Linked DNA regions of Mus musculus: region 1 is linked to region 2. Evidence: chromatin contacts called from public promoter capture Hi-C data. All regions are on one chromosome and are shown on one strand. The core of a region is the stretch at or near the end of the contact, and the rest is flanking DNA. Distances in the headings are between cores, read along the strand shown. Region 1 holds the start of Klrb1a (killer cell lectin-like receptor subfamily B member 1A). Region 2 holds the start of Tex52 (testis expressed 52).

Region 1 (2,707 bases), core at 87-2,586, 250 kb after region 2:
TGTTCTAGGATACAGTTCCTAAGAGGCCACCTGTGCTCCAGGGCATGACCCAAAAACCATGCACACACTGGCAGAGCTGACTAGACTCAGTGGGAAAACAGAACCCCAACCTTTAGCTTCTCAAGTCCCTTCTCCATGTTTGCAGTCATAAATAGGGAAAACAAGCACTTGCCTGCACCTACCACACATAACTGGCTCCCTCAAATCCCACTCTGATCAACAAAACCCTCCACTTTCCCAGAAACAATGTAAAGTTTATAACGCAGTTTTGGTGACTTTTTTCTTTGTACTTTTTTCCAAACTATTTTTTTTAAAGATTTATTCATTTATTATATGTAAGTACATTGTAGCTGTCTTCAGACACTCCAGAAGAGGGAGTCAGATTTCGTTACGGATGGTTGTGAGCCACCATGTGGTTGCTGGGATTTGAACTCTGGACCTTCAGAAGAGCAGTCGGGTGCTCTAACCCACTGAGCCATCTCACCAGCCCTCCAAACTATTTTTTAAAACTAGTTTCTGACAAACAGCCTTAAAGAGTTGTGGGTTCACATTCTTGACACAGTATAGAAAGGTTAGATTTTAAGCACTGCAGTTTTAGATAAGGAAACTCAGTTATGTCACAGAACTCCATACCATACCATGACCACTGTAGACATACTTTTGGCCTCTGTGTCTGTCTCTTTTCATCCATCCCTAAGTCATGGTACCCTTCATAAATGCCTCCTATCAGTCTTCCACATTTCTGGCAAACAGGGTGCTACATCCCTCAACTCCTCCAGTGCTCAGTGCTAGAATGGCACGGAGAGGAGTCGTGGTGTTTGTGTTCTGTAGAGAAGTTTGGACCAGGCAAGATGCTTTATAGTGAGTCTGCCTTACTTTCTCCTTGTAGATGTAAAATATCCTTTCTTCAGGGCCCGTAGCTAAAGACAAAAGGAATGCCTACCCAAGTTTCACACTGACTGACTGATTAAAGATGGAACCGATGAGCTTTTTATTAATCCAAAGTTGTAGCCATCTACACTCTTCAGCGCTGGTAGATGGTTGCTCACTTTCATAGCAATAACTTAAAACTGTAAGAAAATCATAACTCTGGAAGATATTTTAATACTACAAGGAAAAATAAAGTGACTGACCTGGGGGAAGAGATGGGGGTGACTCATGCCAAGCCCCTGGAGTCCTGGGTGGCTTTAAACCAAAGTAGACCCTTGCTGTGTCCATTGTGCATAGGAGATGCATCACTGAACTGGTGAGCAGGGGCAAACTCCAAGGCCTTTGGGGTGAAGTGAGCAAAAGGAAGTCCTCTGTGAATGCTCTGCTCTGTGCCTACACCCACTGACTCCTGTCTCTGAGGGTTTCTCCATGGTTACCGACTGACCTTGCTGTCTGTCCTGCCCACACAGCTTACACACTGCTGTCTTTTTTCTTTTCTTTATTCTTCTCCCACGCAAAACACTCTGACCACAGCCTTCCCTCCCTTCTTTCCTCCCAGTTCCCCTTCCTCTCCACTCCCCCATCCACTGCTCCTTTGTTTCCCTTCAGAAAAGAGCAGGCCTCCCAGTGACATCAACTGAATACAGGATAACAAGATGCAATAAGAGGGCACAAACCCTCTTACCAGGGCTGGATAAGACAGTCCAGTAGGAGGAAAAGATTCCCATGAGCAGGGAAAAGAGTCAGAGATACCTGAACTCCAACTGTTAGGAATTCCAGAAAAACACCAAGCTTACAGCTATAGCATATATACAGAGGGCCTAGTGCAGACCCATGCAGGCTTCATGACTGCTGCTTCAGGCTCTGTGAGTCCCTATGAGCCCTGCTTAGATGATTCTGTGGGCCATGTTCTCCTGGTGTCCTCCATGCCTCTGGCTCCCACAATCCTTCCTCTGCCACTTTCATGGGGCTCCTGAGCTCTGCCTAATGTTTGGCTGTGGGTCTCTGCATCTGCTCTCATTACATGTTATTGTCTTAAGAAAGGAAGGTGTAACATGTGGTCTTCTTTTGTTCTGAATCTGGTAACCATTTGTTTTGAGTTATTCTCTCTTGCGTGCGCCCGACTCACCAGCAAGAACGATGCTGCAACAGGATCCTTCTGCACAAGTTTATTGGGAGAGCTTGATAGCAGAGGCAAAGAGATCCCAAGCCCAGAACTGGTGCTGCTTATATAGGCCTAGGAGAGGTGTGTCTCACACCCGGATTGGTTATGCATGGGTTATGCTTACCACCTCATTTGCATTTCTCACATCTGATTGGTTAACTTGACTCTCATCTGATTGGCTAGCTTCTCTCTCATCTGATTGGTTAATTCTCAAAACCTCATCTTGGCAAAAAACTTTACTGCCTATGTATGCGTGGTGGCCAGCGGAAGCCAGTGCCACCTTGCAACGGCACATGTGGCTTCCCACAATTCTCTCAAGGTGAATGCAGCCCAGGGTCTGTGAAATGCAACATTCTTCCTCAATTCAAACTTAAGTGACTTCTTTTACCAATTTACTGGCAATCAAGATACAACAATATACTATGCTATGTTGTAAAAATAAATAGTAATATGTGCAAGTCCACAGTTATATGTGACATGAGTTGAAGCTCTAAGATCCTCCTGAAACAGTCATGCTGTGAAGGAAGCTGTGAGATGTGGACATGTCATGACTGTGGGAAGAATTCATGACTGACACAACAGGAAAAACACTGAGGGCAGAGCCCCACTTGC
Region 2 (2,942 bases), core at 413-2,912:
TTGTCCTGGACACAATGAATGATAGCCTCAGCAAGATCCTTCTAGACATCAGTTTCCCTGGCCTGGAGGAGGACCCTCTGGGCCCTGACAACATCAACTGGTCTCAGTTCATCCCTTAGCTGCGATAGAGGCAAGGCCTTGCCCCTGCCACTCAAGCCGCCTGCTATCCTGGCACTTGTGTGGCTCAGGGTACCCCAAGCCGTCTGAGGGAAGCTAGCAGGCAAGGGCTGAGCTGTGCCCTTTGACCTAATTATGTCAAGATGATAGCCGCATCTAAGCCACACCAGGACCTATGCAAGCAGTAGGATCCCCCAGAGTCCGAGTCCTCCACTCCCTGCTGGCAAGTGAAGTGGGTGTGACGAGCCATGAGGACCAGGAAGTGCCCATTAGTCACTCGGTGCTCCTGGCAGGGTAACCCTTATAAATGGTGTCAGCTCCCCAAGTTGTCCTGTAACTATAAATGTAAGCGTATTTCCTTAGCTCATTATCCAGAGATGGCCAGGATGGGGAGAGGGACGGGGTTGCACTTTGCTTCTGCTTGTGGCCTCTGGGGGAAGGACCTGCAGTGCAGTCTCTCCACACTGTGGGTTCTGCTATAGGCTTCTAGAGATACAGGTTGCCGTGCCAGGATCCTGCTTACTGCCCTTTCCTCGCAGCTCCCCAAGTCTCCAAGTCAGTGGTACTGCATGAAGAAATCCTGCTGTGAAAGCCTATTGGATTCGGGTGTAGGGAGATGGGTGTGCCTGAAGCAAAAGCATGGGTACTCACAGGAGTCCTATTAGGTGTTTCTCTGATAGTGTTCCCAATCATGCCAGGGAGTCTACCACTGAGATCTCAGGCTGAGGCCTGAGAAGGAGAAAGTGACCCCTCACTTGCCTGGCTTCCTTAGCTTGCTCCTGAGCTTTGCAAAAAACCACCCTAGACCCCACTCTACAAGCTACAGAACAACACTACTGTAACTACCTACTAAATAAAGCCCGTGGCACTGGTCTTGGAATTGAGCGAGAGGTGGAGCCTGGGGGTGATGGGCAAGGCCTGCCCCTGCTGCATGGGCCTTCCACAGATGCTCTCTCCCGCACCCTTCTTGGACTCTGAGGTTGCCAGCTTTGTCTGTTGCGATGATTCATATCTATAATCTCAGCCTTTGAGAGGTAGAGGCTGGAGGATCAGCCCTCTATGCTACATGAGATCCTGCCAACAGAGTCCAGTTCCCACTGTTCCCTGCCCTGCCCACCTCTTCCTTGCCACCCCAGACCTTGTTCCATGGGACCAGACTCTGACTTAGGTCCTTGTTGATCCCTTGGTAACAACAGCAGTTATAGTCCTCCAATTCCCTCCCATTCCATTCAGTATTCAGGCCTGAAAGCCGAAACTGTTGTAGGTGTCTCATTACCACCTCTATCCCAGCTCCAAGCCCAGGAGCCAGCCCCCTTCCTGCTCCTGAGCCTTCCCAGGCAAGGCTCTCGCTCAGCAGCTCCTGTTACCAAGTTTGTAACCAGAACTGACAGCGAAAAGCATCAGGGACTGAGGAGCCTCCCAGGACAGGCAAGGGCCTCCTCCCAGCAGCACCAGTCAGGAAGCATCACCATAGCAACCCTAGCAGCAAACAATGGTACCAGAAAGGGCTTTCCTCCAAAGCCGCCTCTCCTGGCTCTGTGGCTCAGAGGAAGAATGGCCAACATCCCGAAGAAAACATCCCTCCAAAAGTCAAGCCTGAGCCAAGTATCTCGTACCAGGGAGCCTTTCCTGAAGGTAGAGTGGGGCCCAACAACGCAGCCAGCCTTTCAGGTTGTCCTGAGCAGTAGTCTCTGGTACATAAGCCAGTTTCTGCTTTCATCCTGTGGTACCCTAAGTTGGAGCTCAGAACAGAAAGGAGAAGCCTGGGCAACAGGTTGAAGAGGCCTTATCTAAAGGACTTGGGATCAGAAATGTGCTTAGCTTTGGGATTTACTTTTGGATTTTGGAGTATGTGTATGTATGTCAAACTATGTTGGGCAAGGACCCCAAACTTAATATAAAATTCCTTTGTTTCATATGTACCTCGTACACAGCCTGGAGGTGATTTAATGCATGCAGCATTTTTAGGATGTCTATGATTTGACTGAGGCTCATCACAAAGGTCAAATGTGGAATTTTCCACTTTGAGACGCCATGCCTTTGCCCAGGGTGGGTGGGTGGATATTTTTTTAGCATTTGTGATACATTTTCAGATTTTAGGGCTTTTCGTTTTGTTGAGGCAGTCTTGTTATGTAGCTCGGGCTAGCTTGATACTATCAGCCTGCAGTATCTCTGTCTCAACCTTCTCAAGGGCTGGCAGTATAAATCTGTGCCAGTATGACCAGTTTTGGTTTTGTTTGTTTAATTTTGAGACAGAGCCTCCCTATATAGCGCTGGTTGAAATGCACAGCTGGACCAGGTTATTGCCAACCCTGTGGAGTGCTGCCTCCTAACTGGAGTTACAAGCACTTACTGTCATGCCTGGGATAGACTAGGCATGTTTGTGTTAGCTCACAGACCTCTCCTCTTGTAGAAGACTTAGGGAATTCGGTCCAGCGTGGCATGCCTTTCATTTTAGCATTCTCCAGCCTGCTCCACAGGGGTACATGTGAGACCTCGCCTCACAAAACCGGGAGGAAGGAGAGAGAGAACAAACATGCAGGCGGCCACTGAGCCGACTCGGGTGCTGAGATCAGTTGCTGCACCTGACAGCCTGAGTTCCAGCTCTAGAATGCACACGGTGGAAGAACAGGCTCCTACAAGCTGTCCTCGGGCCTCCACATGCATGCTATGACATGTGTGTGTTTACACACGCACTAGGGTTTCTGATTTTAAGAAGTAAGACTTGGGGATGGTACCGAAGAAACTGGTGGGGGTATTGGAGTGAGGAACGCCCTAGAGAGGCTGAGAGGGAGGGACATTTCTGTCCTGGGCTGACTATGAAC

The links. Promoter capture Hi-C pulls out the DNA fragments that hold promoters and counts their contacts.
Region 1: a promoter capture Hi-C map of hippocampal neurons shows a contact between it and region 2, with 3 times the contacts expected there. The contact joins the promoter of Klrb1a here to the promoter of Tex52 in region 2.

The regions. Positions count from the first base shown.
Region 1 is chr6:128,621,598-128,624,304 of GRCm38.p6, forward strand. Klrb1a (killer cell lectin-like receptor subfamily B member 1A) reads right to left here and starts at 1,337. Exons shown (of 6, transcript NM_010737.3): 1 at 1,134-1,337. The coding sequence starts at 1,236.
Region 2 is chr6:128,373,848-128,376,789 of GRCm38.p6, forward strand. It overlaps Tex52 (testis expressed 52), which reads left to right and starts at 1,663. Exons shown (of 3, transcript NM_027697.1): 1 at 1,663-1,752. The coding sequence starts at 1,672. Foxm1 (forkhead box M1) reads left to right here. Exons shown (of 8, transcript NM_008021.4): 8 at 1-2,039. The coding sequence ends at 119.